Regions from separate parts of the Mus musculus genome. Here region 2 is linked to region 1. The links are chromatin contacts, called in public Hi-C maps. All regions are on one chromosome and are shown on one strand. Each heading gives the region's core, a stretch centred on a gene start, on an enhancer-like site or on the middle of the called end of the contact. The rest is flanking DNA. Distances are from core to core; before and after follow the strand shown.

The links. A called contact is a pair of places that touch in the nucleus more often than the background predicts.
Region 2: a Hi-C map of CD8 T cells shows a contact between it and region 1, with 2.6 times the contacts expected there. The contact joins two enhancer-like sites. A contact is called at or near these places in 8 of 484 Hi-C or Micro-C datasets (B cells, CD8 T cells, DN3 thymocytes and 5 more) and 3 of 9 other capture datasets (adipose tissue, liver and pancreatic islet).

What each region holds. Positions count from the first base shown.
Region 1 is chr14:118,819,585-118,827,052 of GRCm38.p6, forward strand. It overlaps Gm32382 (a long non-coding RNA gene), which reads right to left and starts at 661. Exons shown (of 3, transcript XR_383773.4): 1 at 616-661. It also overlaps a transcript of Cldn10 not described here. Within about 2 kb of position 4,202, at least 22 of the 459 cell types and tissues checked have an H3K27ac peak or open chromatin away from gene starts, as enhancers often do. A contact at or near this core is called in CD8 T cells, where this site is marked.
Region 2 is chr14:119,004,569-119,012,036 of GRCm38.p6, forward strand. It overlaps Uggt2 (UDP-glucose glycoprotein glucosyltransferase 2), which reads right to left. Exons shown (of 39, transcript NM_001081252.2): 32 at 4,431-4,526; 33 at 3,495-3,579; 34 at 2,577-2,759. Among named protein-coding and RNA genes, the nearest start is that of Dnajc3, 70 kb to the left of the region's middle. Within about 2 kb of position 2,668, at least 375 of the 459 cell types and tissues checked have an H3K27ac peak or open chromatin away from gene starts, as enhancers often do. A contact at or near this core is called in CD8 T cells, where this site is marked.

The DNA.
Region 1 (7,468 bases), core at 2,952-5,451:
ACCCCTCGGGCCTCGGAATTTTAAAGATAGAAATACGATGATGAATATAAGCTTTTGTGTGTTTGTGACCAGTCTTGTGCTATCTGTACTCCAAGCTGCTGTGACGGTGATCTTTCTTTGCCATAGCATATGCAAAACACTTTCCATTTTAAACTGGCCGAGCAGTGGTGGCGCACACCTTTAATCCCAGCACTTGGGAGGCAGAGGCAGGCGGATTTCTGAGTTCGAGGCCAGCCTGGACTACAGAGTTCCAGGACAGCCAGGGCTACACAGAGAAACTCTGTCTCGAAAAACAAACAATCAAGCAAACAAACAAATAAATAAAAGGATTGAACACTCACTGTTTATAAACACCATCATATATCCCCAGGACTCTTTTCCTCTTGAAAAAACGGAAACTTTGTAGCTAGTAACCAGCGCAGCTCCTACTCCTAGTTCCTAGCCTCCATTAACCCAGTTCTTTACCTTCCTTGCCATAAAGCCGGATGGCCAGATTCCCAGGACCCACGTTGTGGAAGGGAACCACTGACTCCCACAATTTGTCCCCTCACCTTCACACGAGAACCATGCATGGCACAAGGACATAAACAAATACACAAAAACTTAAAAAATTACCCTGGTAATTTCCTCCAGCGCAGCAGCTGTATCTTGCCCACAATCGATGCCGAGGTGTCATGCTACATGTTACCTATAGATGGCAGTAGTGATCAACTGCTAAATCGGCTTGGCACTAAGACAACACCATTTGTTTTGTATGCTGTTGGCGACTACTGGTGGGTGAGATGTGCTGTCTGAGCTGGGTGACACGCACAAAGCCTGGGTGCGTTTCAATTTGAATGGATAGTTATTGGTATCAAGCAAGCTTGAGATTTGTATTAAATAGAAAGGCATCAGAAGTTTTTTCTCCTATGGAGGTTTTTCTGGAAAGATCCACACTATCAGCGTGGTTGAGACTTAATGCTTGTGTGTTCTTTGCCTGAGCATGGATAACTGTGCATGGATTTATAGGCTAAATGCCCACGGCAAATGTATTGTTTAAATAACACAAAAATTCCCCCAAACTTCCTCTAGCACAAACAAAGAATCTTAGGGCAGCAGATGTGGTTGGGATTTCTTTTAAAGATTTATTTTTATTATTTTGAATTCTGTGAGTATTGTGTGTGTGTGACAGGAGTGTGTGTGTGTGTGTGTGTGTGTGCACGTGTGCATGCCCACGTGCAAGGGTGTGTGGGCACTGGTGACAGCAGAGCCCAGCAAAAGGTATTGGATCCTGTTTATAGTTTGCTTTCTACTGCTGTAATAAACACAACCAGAAGCAATTTGGACTGGAAAGGGTTTACTTCATCTTGCAACTTACAGCCAGTCAGGGCAGGAGCTGCAGACAGTCCGTCAGGGCAGGAGCTGCAGACAGAGCTGCAGACAGTCCGTCAGGGCAGGAGCTGCAGACAGCTTACTGGCTTGCTCGTGGGTTCACCTTCAGCTGCCTTTCTTACACCGATCAGCAACATGTGCCCAGAGATAGGACCACCCACAGTGAGTGCCCAACCTCCACCCCATGGGCAATCATTAATCAAGAAAATGCCCCTTCAGGCTTGCCCACAGACCAGTCTTATGGAGAGAATGTCTCAATTGAGGTTTCCTCTTCAAATGACCCCCAACTTGGGTCAAGTTGACAAAAATAAACAAACCGGTACAGGTCCCCAAGTGTCCTCGGGTGTTTGTGAACTGGGAACCAAACTCAGGTTTTTGATAAGAGCAATATGGGCTCTTAGACCTGGAGCCATCTCTCCAGCCCCCTTTCTGCTCTTAGAATGAGGTCCTCCAGCCATCTAGAGAGAGCCCTAAACTCTGTTCCTTAAGTATATCTCTCGGCAGTCTCAGTCCAAACACAGCTTCCTGATAGCTTTCAGTTTACCCGTCCACCTCCTCAGCCATCACACATCCTTGACTCTTCCCTTTGATGGTGTTTGTCTAGCCTATTGACACAGACTATGTCTGTCTTTCTTGGGAACTGTAGACATTTCTCTCTCCTCTTGGTCTCAGCTACCAAACCTTTATATCTTCAACTAACTCTGCTGGACACTTCCATCCCACGAGAAAGCAAGAGCTCAGTCACATGATTCAGGCTGGCTGCTGGTGAGGCGCCTACATTTATAGATGCTAACTGAATTCAGGTGAAGAATTAAAACCAAAAAACCAAACAAACCAAAAAAACAGAATACCAAACTCCATCTCCCTGCTGCCCCTCTTCAGGCTTCTGTTTCTGCATGCCTGGCTCTCCCCCTCAGCAGGAAAACAGCATAACATCAGCTCCCACCTTACAGAGTAGCATGCAGATATTGCATGCATGGGAACAGAGTAATACAATGTAAGGCAGGGCTAGCTCTGAGCAGTGAGCTGTAATTGTGAACTGTTGTTATTTAGTAACTGTTTAGTTAAACAACCCACTGTATCAATTGTTGGTGAATATCAGAAAATGGTAGCATTGATCATGAGTGACAGTAACCCGCAAGGTTTACTTTCGGTGAGTGGCATAGTGGATGCTACATTCATGCCACCGTGGAGCCTGATTTTAAGTCAGAGGCTTCTAGAGGGTAGTCCGACAGGGTGGGCAAAATTGACAGGTGTAGCAAATGTGTACCAGAGATTGGAAGCAGTGTGGATGGGCTGAAGAAGCAAGGGGCCACTTCTCTCAGGACCAAACAAACCACTGTGCCAGCCCCACAGGCCTGCAGAGAGAAGAGCTCTCATTGTGGAAGGGACAATCGCCGGCTGCACAGGAGACTAGCCGACTGGCCCACCTTCCCTGTTCTGTTTGCACATTGAGACTCCTGAAAGAGCCTCTTTGAGTGACCGTGGAGAGGACCCACCTGTGTCTGCCTCTCCAACTAATCCCAGGGCAGTGAACACTCAATGCAATGTCCCCTGCACGCTTAAGGGTTGGAAGGGTCCCTTTGTTTAGGCAGCAAGGGACCAGGGCCAGTCAGGAAATCCAAGGGCTTAAAATCTGTCCAGTACTTTCACAACCAAAGAACAAGTTGCCAAATGGTTTTCTCTCAAAAGAAGCCAGTCAGCTGAGTCCTAGGAGAGGGACTCTGAAGAAAACAAAATCAATCAGGAGAGAAGGAAATCTTTAATAATAATAATTAACAATAATGGCATTGCTCCTCAAGATTAAGAAAACTGAGTTGATGAAATATGAATGAATATATTTTTAAAGCCAGGCGAGAAAGAACTAGGATTCAAGATGATTTTAAACGCCATTCAGGGCCAACACTTTTCAGTCTATTAACTTCAAAAAACCCCAGCTCCTTTGTGCTGATCCTTAGAGCACTTGAAGAGAGATGAAGGTAGGTATTTACTGAGAAATTGAAAGGGTGAAGCCACAGCCAGAGGCAGTCCTGCCCTGGAGTGTACCCTCCAGCTCTTGTTCCCAGAATCTCCAGCGCATTGTTAGGAAATCCACCCAGGAGCAAGAGTGCCAAACTCCATCTTCTCATTACCTCAGACACTCAACATCCTCCTTACCTCAAATTCTCTTCAAACAGCTACTCAGTAGAAAATACATCAGGAGAATAAAAACTAGAGAGTGCAGGACAGGCGGAGGAGCCATAGTGTTAAAGGGCGGCATGAACTCTTTTATATATATATATATATATATATATATATATATATATATATATATACATATATATATATATATATATATATATATATATATAATCAGTTGTAATTAAATAGGAAAATACATGTAGAAATGACCATCTATGGTGGCTTCGTTGTGAATTTGACTGCATTTGGAGTCAGCCAGGAGCCAAGCTTCTGAGGGTGTTTCCAGAAAAAGAGAAAGAGACCCACCCTGAGGTAAGCAGCAGCATCTGCTCGTTATGGTCTCACAGTGAATGAAAAGGAGCTGAACACATGCGCTCTCTGTCTCTGCTTTGTGGATACAACATGACTCACACTTCCTGCCAGAGTGAACTTTACCCTTGATATATATATTTTTTTTTTTTTTTTGAGATAGTGTTTCTCTGTATGGCCGCCTGGCTGTCCTGGAACTCACTCTGTAGACCAGGCTGGCCTCAAACTCAGAAATCCGCCTGCCTCTGCCTCCCGAGTGCTGGGATTAAAGGCGTGCACCACCACCGCCTGGCTGAGCTTCACCCTTGAATTCCTTTCCTTGAGGTGTTTCTCGCCAGGTGTTTGGTTATTGCAACAAGCAAAGCAACTTGTGCATCACAGTAACCAAGCGGGAGCTCAGACTGGGAAGGATTTCAGACTGTTGTCCAACCAGGCTCCGCAAGCTTTTACCTCACAAAACAGAAACTGCTCCCAAGAAAACCTCCCCATATCCACTCCCATTTCTCTTTCTGCCATCATGAGTTTCCTAGCCTGGCAAAACCACACAGTATCTGTCTTGCTGCAAATGGCTTTTCACATAGCATAAGGTCCTCAAGGGTCACCACACTTGTATCAGATGTCAGGAGGTTTTTTTTTTTTTTTTTCTCTTTAATAGTTCATGGTAGGCAGATACCACATTTGGTTTATCCTTAATCTATGAGTGCTAGGTTGTACAATTTAAGAAGTCTCTGGTATGGGCAAGACAGATGGCTTAATGGTTAAGAGCACTGGCTACTCTTCCAGAGGTCCCAGGTTCAATTCCCAGTGTCCACATGACAGCTCACAACTGTCTGGAGGACCGTGGGCACCAGGCATATAATTGGTACACACACATACATGCAAGCAAAATATCCACTTGTAGTAATATAAACTAAAAAAATTTAAAAACTCTTTGGGAATCTATATGGTATGTTTATAAAAGTATGTCACCAGTCACAATCAACAATTTTGAGACCTCTTCTGTTTGGCTAGCACAGAAGATAGGATCTGCCTACACCACTGTTAACTATTATTATATTGGAATATTTTGCCACTTTCAAGATATCCCAAAGCTAGATTTTCATCTGTCTTGTCAGTGACTACTTTAGTTGTCATTTTAGAGGAGATAATCCCATTTAATTGAGTAGTAATTTAGTAATAATGGAAATGAAGCATGTGCGAAGTGTCTAGCACATCTGATCTAAATGCTCGTTAGCCTTGCTGACGACTTCCTACCTCTCTACCCCAGTCACGTGACTGTTGAAGCTGCCTGACCTGCGGCCTCCATCAGCATCCTTGCAGGGAGCAGCCACCTCGCCTTTACGCTGCATCTCTCTTCACCTCAGTGCTGTTAGGATGGCCGGACACAAACTATTTCGTCTTCATCATCCAAGTCTCTACATCTTTGGAGACACACATTAGAAAGACAAACACATACTGCATAACTTCCATACTGTATGTAATGCTGTGATCTCAAGCTATAGGAGACCCCAGCTATAGGGACAATCAAGTCCATAACAAGCAATTGCCCAGATATTAATGTGTGTGTGTGTGTGTGTGTGTGTGTGTGTGTGTGTATAAATTTCTCAATTAGTGATCAGTGGGGGAGGTCCTAGCCCATTGTGGGTGGTGCCATTCCTGGGCTGGTGGTCCTGGGTTCTATAAGAAAGCAGGCTGAGCAAGCAGGGAAAGCAAGCCAGTAAGCAGCACCCTCCATGGCCTCTGCATTAGCTCCTGCCTCCAGGATCCTGCCCTGTTAATTTCCTGTCAATGATGAACAATGTGGAGATATAAGCTGAATAAACCCTTTCCTCCCCAACTTGCTTTTTGGTCATGGTGTTTTGTCGCAGCAAAAGAAACCCTAAGACACAGGTATATGAAATTCGACCACCAGTTAAAGGGGAACCTTCATACCTTGGCAGAGAACTGGGCTAGGAGACTGGACCTGACACCCACCACAAAATTAGATTATAAAGAAGTCATCATTGATAGTCTAAGTAAAAGGTAAAAGTGTCTTCCATCTGGGCCAAAATTCTATCAGAGTCATTTTAGACCTGCTCCAAACAAAGAAATAAGAGATTGATCAAATAGCAGAAGTATGATCACTTTAGCTTGATGATAATGTAAAGAGAGAGCCTGATTCTTCTAGATTTGCTTTATATGTATGAATATATACCACATTCATGCTCGAGAATTTCCATTGTGTGGGTGCTAGAACTCAAACCTAGGTCCTCTGTAAGTACAGCAAGCACTCTCAACCCCTGAACCATCTCTTTAGCCCCAGTAACCAGACATTTTCTAACCTAATTTGGTCTCAGATAGCTCTAAGCAACTCTACTTTCTCCTAAAGCTACAAATGAGGTGATTTGAGGCCTCTCCACCAGCCTTCCTCACAGAGGGTCCTGGGCGGCCTTTCTGATGGTCATTGTTGTTTATTGGCTTTGCCCCTACTGCTTTCTGTCTTGTTATCCGCTCTTCTCCCCGTGTATAATCGACCTTCCTCACATGCAACGGTCAGCATGGTTCCATTATTGTCAAGTGCCCATCTTCCAGGTGAGCTGGAAAATGTTTTGTGACTAGTAAGTGCGTGACGGGGTGGGGGGGGGGGGTCGGGAGGTGAGGGTCGAGGGGAGAGAGACTTCTCACGTTTGTGTTGCCGGTGTCTCTAGGGTAAACACTTCTACTTCAGTGTTCCAATCTGCCACCATACTGATTGCATCGCTGACCTGACAGTGGAGAGACTCCTAAGCTCTTCTGCAAGCAGGTTGTGGCGCGTGACTAGTTCTGAAAGAGAGAGGCACCGCATTTGATGACGACAGGGTCCTTCCTACCCACTGACTTACAACCTAGGACAGTTTGCAATGGGGGACATTTGGGCATCTTTACCTGTGAGGTTCACATGGTCAGTCTTCCCCTTGCCGGTCAAGCCACACAGTCACCAGCGTCACACTTAGCATAGCTCCTCTCAGGTCGCCTGTGGGTGCCCTGAGCCCTCTGAGTGCACATCAGTGTTCGAGGGAGGATATGTCCCGTACTTCCCCCTTTGCAAATCTTCGTACTTGGCCTCTAGACCAGTGCAAATTACAGTGTTTAGTTAAGAGGATTATCTCACTTGACCACACACACACACACACACACACACACACACACGAGAACTCCCTTCTGGCCTGGAGCTTGCAACAATCTCTCCACTTCTGCCTTCCTAGTGCTGGCAGCATTGCAGGTCTCCATGACTAGCTTTCAAGGGATTCTCGAGCATTTGGTTGTTGTTAGCTTATTGGAAGCTTGCTCAGTTTTCCTATGTCTTTTCTGGGCCCTGCATACTTGGTGTGACATATATATATATATATATATATATATATATATATATATGTAAAAACGTACCCTTTGTCTACTATTAGAACCGTGTTTACTATCATGTGAAGTGTCTGTTGCACAGCAAAGGGATCTTTAAGGGCTGGTAACTCATAAAAGTACTGTCTCCCATCCAAGCGCCAACCAGGCCCAACTCTGCTTGGCTTCTGAGGTCAGATGGGAGCAGGTGCATTCAAGTGCTATGGCCATAGATGTAAATTGTGTTAAGAAAGAT
Region 2 (7,468 bases), core at 1,418-3,917, 180 kb after region 1:
CTGGATATAAAATTAACTCAAACAAGTCAATGGCCTTTCTCTACACAAAGAATAAACAGGCTGAGAAAGAAATTAGGGAAACGACACCCTTCACAATAGACACAAATAATATAAAATACCTTGTTGTGACTCTAACTAAAGAAGTGAGAGATCTGTATAAGAACTTCAAGTCTCTGAAAAAAGAAATCGAAGATCTCAGAAGATGGAAAGATCTCCCATGCTCATGGATTGGCAGGATTAATATAGTCAAAATGGCTATCCTGCCAAAAGTAATCTATAGATTCAATGCAATCCCCATCAAAATTCCAACTCAATTCTTCACTGAGTTAGAAAGGGCAATTTGCAAATTCATCTGAAATAACAAAAAACCTAGGATAGCAAAAACTCTTCTCAAGAATAAAAGAAGTTCTGGAGGAATCACCATCCACTGGACTGTGCACCGGGTCCCCAGTGGAGGAGCCAGGGAAAGGACCCAAGGAGCTGATGGGGTTTGCAGCCCCATAGGAGGAACAACAACATGAACTAACCAGTACCCCCAGAGCTCCTGGGGACTAAATCACCAACCAAAGAGTACACATGGAAAGACCCATGGTTCTAGCTGCATATGTAATAGAAGATAGCCTTGTCAGTCATCAGTGGGAGGCAAGGTCCTTGGTCCTGTGAAGACTCTATGCCCCAGTGTAGGGAAATGCCTGGGCCAGGAAGCAGGAGTGGGTGGGTTAGTGATCAGGGTAAGGGGGAGAGATAGGGGGGTTTTGGAGGGGAAACCAGAAAAGGGAATAACATTTGAAATGTAAATAAAGAAAATATCTAATAAAATTATTAATATTTTTAAAAGTATAATAAGGCCAGAGAAATGAAATAAAGTTGTTAGTTGAATGAATAGTTTGGCTTGGGGAGTTTTGCCCTATCCATCCATCCATCCATCCATCCATCCATCCAAATGTGTATGTCTGTTTATATGCATGTGTGCAGGTACATATGCACGTATGTAAGCATGCATGAATATTTTCGGAGTTGATTGTGACAAAGAGTTGGGCCCGGCCAGAGTGTGGGTATATGAATGTTTGAATGTATATGCGTCTGTGTACATTTGCCTGTATACAGCATCTTAATTCTTTTTTTTTTTTAAAGATTTATTTATTTTATTAATGTAAGTACACTGTAGCTGTCTTCAGACACTCCAGAAGAGGGAGTCAGATCTTGTTACAGATGGTTGTGAGCCACCATGTGGTTGCTGGGATTTGAACTCCTGACCTTCGGAAGAGCAGTCGGGTGCTCTTACCCACTGAGCCATCTCACCAGCCCCAGCATCTTAATTCTTTTCCTTTCCTTCCTCTGTGGTTCACAAAGAGTTAACCAGCTTAGCCAGAGAGGCTTCTGGCTGCTGACTCACCAGAGTAAGGAGCCCAGCAATAAATTTTTGCATTTAGTCCCCTGCTGTTCTACAATGAGGTGATAAATAGTCTCTGGCCTCAGAGCTCAGACGGCAGTGGCTTAGACTTCACCCAGGCAAGGGCCCTGCTCTCTTCTCTGCCGTCTTTTCCTCCCGGTTGGCTTTTGTTTCCAGGTGGCCTCATTCGTGCTTCTGCACTGAGCTCCTCATCCTCCTGCCTCACTCTCTGCAGTGCTGGACTTAGAAAAAAAGCTGCCCCCATCTCCACTCCATGCTTATCAGCAAATTCTAATATAAAACCTGAAAATACACCTTTGTCCTTGATATGTCGTTTATATCCTGTGAATTCACTTTATATACACGAACACTTAAGTATTCCTGCATTAGAAATTCTGTACACTTGTCAAATATTTTCATGATTACTGATGACAAATATCCTGAAATGAGCTAATAATTCTATACATACAGATTTGGAAATGAAGGTGGCTTTTCATTATCTCCAGCTAAATTTAGAGCCTTTCCTAAGTAAGTCATGGACAGATGGAAACTTGATGGTTTCACTGTTGATGGTGGACGCAGGAGAGAAGGGCCACACTCACCACTCACCGCTAACCTTCCCAGCAAGTCAGCAGCTAGAGGAAAACCCGTGCATACCCGCGCAGGTGCGCGGAACCCGTGCATACCCACGCAGGTGCATGGAACCTGTGCATACCCGCGCAGGTGCGCGGAACCCGTGCGTGCCCGCGCAGGTGCGCGGAACCCGTGCGTGCCCGCGCAGGTGCGCGGAACCCGTGCGTGCCCGCGCAGGTGCGCGGAACCCGTGCGTGCCCGCGCAGGTGCGCGGAACCCGTGCGTACCCGCGCAGGTGCATGGAACTGTTTTTATAACGAATAATGTACACATGTCTTAGTTTTACTTGCCAAATTATACAATAATAATAATGGCTGTTTCAGATAGGAACTGCCATGTTGTACGCAGACGGTACTTCTTGTCACACTTTCCCGTCTGCGCACGCTCTGCTAGTGTGTTTTTAAACTCCAGGTTCTTAGTGGATATAAAAAATGTCGTGTCGTGTATGTCTAAAAACTAACAGTGACAATCAATGAGCAATGCAAATCCTCATGTTCATGTTCAGTTAGATGCAAAGCAAGCTTTAGTAAAAAGTAATCGCTCTTGTTACCTGGTCAGCATCAACAAATATGACTTTGTCCACAGCCAGTGGGAAAAGGACATCAAGGAAAAGGATTTTGTAACCCCAAATGATTCGCTGCTTGTCAGTCTGTTGATGAAGCCAGTGGGGCCACTTATACTGCACAAGCTCATACTGGAATCCATATTCCTTAGCCATGTGAGGAATTACCTCCTAGACACATATAACAAATCAAACAATACATTTTAGAAGAAGCTTACTATAAATCATTATAAAGAAACTGAAAACTGCTTAAATACTATTCTAATAAACTTGTTCCCAAGCTGAAAGGGAGTGTGTGAAGGAGGAAGGGGAGGGAGCGGCAGCAGACGTGTCTGTTGGAGGAAGTACGTCACTGGAGGCGGGCTTTGAGAGTGTTGAAAGACTGCTTCAAGCTTGTGGCTCAGCCTCCTGCTCCAGCTCACGCCCACTGCTTGCTGCCTTGCTTCCCCAAACAGACTCCTCAGGAACTGAGACAGACAGGTAGTTAGGCCAATGACCTTCTGGCTGGAGGGAGGGCCTGGCTACTGTGAACAGAGCAAAGCTACAGGCTTACACCTGCGCACTCACCAGTGTTTATGTTATGCACGAAAGCACCGTACGAAGAAGAAACAGAGAGAAAAAGCAAACCAGAAAGGAAAACCCCGTTTTGAAGAGGCATTACTTTTGCCATGAAGTGCTGCAAGGTTTTTATCCAGAGAATGGTTTTTCTAATTAGTGATAGCATCTGCTAGGACGGATCCTGTATTGTGTCATCTCAGTCCATGTGTTTTCCACTCCCATGCCCTATTTGGCAAATACACATTTAAAAACCTCACATTGAAAAGGGAAATGTTTTCAGAGATTACAATGGTAACAAAGAAATTAGTATCAAGCTTTAGCCACATTGTAAAATAGCCATGTGCTTACTTTAAATGTTGGCGAGAGGTAATTCTTCAGAAACCAGAACTTCACGGGAGTTTCGGTGTTCCGCAGAACAGAAAGCATCATAATCCTAAGTCAAAGGACATGGAGACAAATACAGGGTAACTTATATTCAGAGGCCTTTAAATGATGACTTATGAATACACATTGTGAAATATGTAGAGGTAAACTAAAACACCTTCAGACATTATGGCTGTGACAATAGGCAGTGCATAAGGATGTAAGGGTGCAAATATCACAGAGCCACTGTGTGATCAATACAAGGCTTTCAGAAGAGAAGGGACTGGTGCATTCTGGGACTCTGCCATGTGGTTGCTTTACCCAGGCCTTTCAGTGAAGGAGAGAGGCGCGCCCCTGAAAGTGCTCTCTAAAGCACCAGGATCAGAACTGAAATATCTCTGAGGCATTCTTTGTGGTCCTTTATATAAACTCTTAAAAATATTCTTTAAATTCTGAATACCATCTTCTTCTTCTCCACTGACTTCGTTCTTTTTCCAAATATGATATTCCTTCATGGGAAAGGAAAATTTACAATATATATTTTTTCTCATTATCTTGTTAAATTCAACGCATTTCTAACATTAATTAAAACTATTCTAAATCAAATCAAATTAATAAAATTTAAATGTATTTTAAAACTTACATGTAAAAAGCAAGCTGCTCACTGGTGTATACCTTGTTAACATTTAGGCAAGAAGAACGCACAAACCCAGTGGATTTGCTCCTCCAGGGGCCTTTGGCAGAGAATATAAATAATAATAATAATAAATAATAATAATGGCGGGTATGAAAATAAGCTAATACTTTGGCAGAAACGGGAAAAAAAGTTTATTTCCTTTTGAGGTTCATTCTTTCATTTTGCTGAATTCCGATCTGTGTAAATGTGTAACTTTCTGAAACTATGAGAACCTTCTCACCTACCTTAGAAAACGCTCATATAAATGGCCAGAAGCAACTGAAAAAATGTTCAGGATGTCATTTTCCTTTTTCTCATCTTTATGCAGACTTTTTGTGAAGCTTGTAATAGAAATACATGACAGTGAATTATTAGCATTTATTAGTATATATTATAACTGTAACATGTAAATAATATGCATCAAAACACCATTACATTGAATAGCCATCTGTGCTGACAGTTGTGAGATATTTATATTATAGTATGTTAAATGTTGGGGGTATCATTTGAGCTCTGTGAGCTTTTGTAGACATGGAATGAAATTAAACTTTTTCCATTTTCCATAGTTACATAAAGTTTTGTGACTTCTAAGAGTTCTTTTGAGAATCAAGAATGAAGTACAGCCTGCCATGTTCATACCTCGTGTGCTGGATCTTAAATGACCAATAGTGTGGGAAGCAACAATACATTAAGCAGAAGTGTCAGTCATGGACAACAGGGTTTCTGGGTTTCCAGTAGGAGTGTGGATGTTGGTCATGAAGCATGCACCTCTAAAACACTATGTAACATGCCTGCAGAGGTCCAGAAAAAGATTCACTGAGCACAGGGCCTGCTCTGTGGAACCCTGCCCAGGTCAAGCGATGGGATCCCAGGGCTAGGCAGAGGAAAGCAGAATCCTGGGGACTTGGTGCTGGCAAGTCTAGCACACAGTGTTAATGGATGGTTGCACTCAGTAAGCAACCATCTCAGAAAACAAGGTGAGCGGCAGCAGAGCAGGCCCATTGGACTGATGGATGGGTGTGTGACACTGACATGGCTGTGTGACACTGACTTTGTACATGACACAGTTGTACCTCACACTAAAGTTACTACTGGTGGGCTGCTGGCAGCCCTGCTTTTCTAGAGTGTAAGTTCAGCTTCCACACTGCACAGCTTACAATCACCCCTAACTCCAGCCTCTCGGAATCTGACTCCCTCACTGCCCGCTGAGTACACTGCACACCTGTGGCACACACTCTTTCTTCACACACACTTTTCTTTTTGTTGTTTAAAGTGACTGCTTAGGCCATGAGTTCAAGGCCTGCCTTTGCCACTCAGTGAGTGAGAGAACTTGTCTGAAAAGAAAAGAAAGAGTGTCAGAGCCAGAGAGGATGGAGGACACTAAGAAAGCAGGCCTTCGAATCAACACGAGCAGAGCGCCTGTGAGCTCACAGAGGCAGCGGCAGCACACACAGCCTGCGTGTGTCTCTGTGCATATGTTATGGCTTCCAGTTTACTGCCTTTATGGGCGCCTGTGTGTGTCACCAAACTGTTCCTTGTGACTGCTCTTGGGCTCTCTGCCTGGCTGTTGGTTTTGTCCAGTTCCTGTGAGTTAGTTTTTGTTTTACCTTATTTTATTTTCCCTCAGAAGCCTGTTTGTTTTCTAATGAGAGACAGAAATGGAGTAGGTCAGATGGGACAGGAGGAGGGGTGATAGTGGGAGGAGTAGAAGGAGGGGAACCATGATCAGAATTCGAGGGGGAAAACTATTTCCAATAAAAGGAAACAAACGAACAAATAAAAGAAAATGATAGTAACCAGAGAAGCAGACAAAAAAATTGCCAAAAAAAAAAGAAAGAAACAAAAGAACTTAATGTGGGATATCCGTGATATATATAATTAATGCTGATTGTTATATAATTAAAAATCTAAGTTATATAAGCATATATATCACTTATAGTGACTAAGATTTGAAAATGACTTCTTTTATAAAAAATATTTTTGTTGGGGTTAGAAAGACATCTCAGCATTTAACAGCCTTGGCTACTCTGGCAGCAGACCCAGGTTCAGTTCCCAGCATCCACAGGGCAAGTGACAAGTGCCTCTAACTCCACTTCCAGGGGACCCAATGCCCTGTGCTGGCCTTTTCAAGGATACACATAGTGTACAGATATACACAGAGGCCAAATACCCACATACATAAAATAATAAAAAGTTAAATTTAAAAATATTCTGGTAAGTAAAAATTATTATACCAGTATTTTGTAAATCTTTTTTTTTTCTGTAATTTTCTGAAGAAAACATTGCTACATGGTAGAGTAAGTCGATTTTAATTAACAGAATAGGCTAGAAAAAGAGGCACAAACTGGGCCAAATCCAATATGGTGGAAGTGTTCTAACTGTGTGACAACAAAATTTATTTAGGATACTCAATCTATTTGGCTTAAAGTTTCTTATCTTTGATCAAGATGACAAAAAGTTGACATTTATAAACTCAAAGGAAGTTCTGTTTTAGTTAGCTTTAACTGTGAATTTGTCATAGACTATAGTCATCCTATGAAGAGAGTCTCAGTTGAAGGATTGGCCTGTGGGAATGCCTATGCGGTACAACCTTGATTATTACTTGATGTAAACAGGCCCAGCCCACTGTGGGCAGCATCATCCCCTACACAGGAAGCCCTGAGGCTGGCTAACATAAACATAAGCCAGCCAGCTGCACTCCTCCATGGTTTCAGCCTCACATTTCTGGTTGAGCTCCTGCCCTGCCCACTGTGGGCAGCATCATCCCCTACACAGGAAGCCCTGAGGCTGGCTAACATAAACATAAGCCAGCCAGCTGCACTCCTCCATGGTTTCAGCCTCACATTTCTGGTTGAGCTCCTGCCCTGCCCTCCTTCAGTGACAGACTGGGGCCTGGCAGTCATAGAAAATAAACCCTTTCCTTCCTGAAGTCTTGATTACGGCATTTTCACAGCAACAGAACAAAATTAGAAAAGGTTCACATTTCTTTCTTTTTTTAAAAAAAAGTTTTTAGAGATAGGTTTTCTCTGTGTATCTCTGGCTGTCCTGGAACTTACTGTGTAGACCAGGCTGGCCGCGAACTCAGAAATCCACCTGCCTCTGCCTCCCATGTGCTGGGATTAAAAGCGTGCGCCACCACTGCCTGGCTAAGGTTTACATTTCTAAAACAGACTTTCAAAAATCTCTACCAAGTGGATCTATAGCAAACAGCTTCCTTTGTCAGCCTGCCTTCTGTTCCCCTCCTGGCTGTAAGTTGATGTTTTAGGGGGCCGTTCTTCCTCTG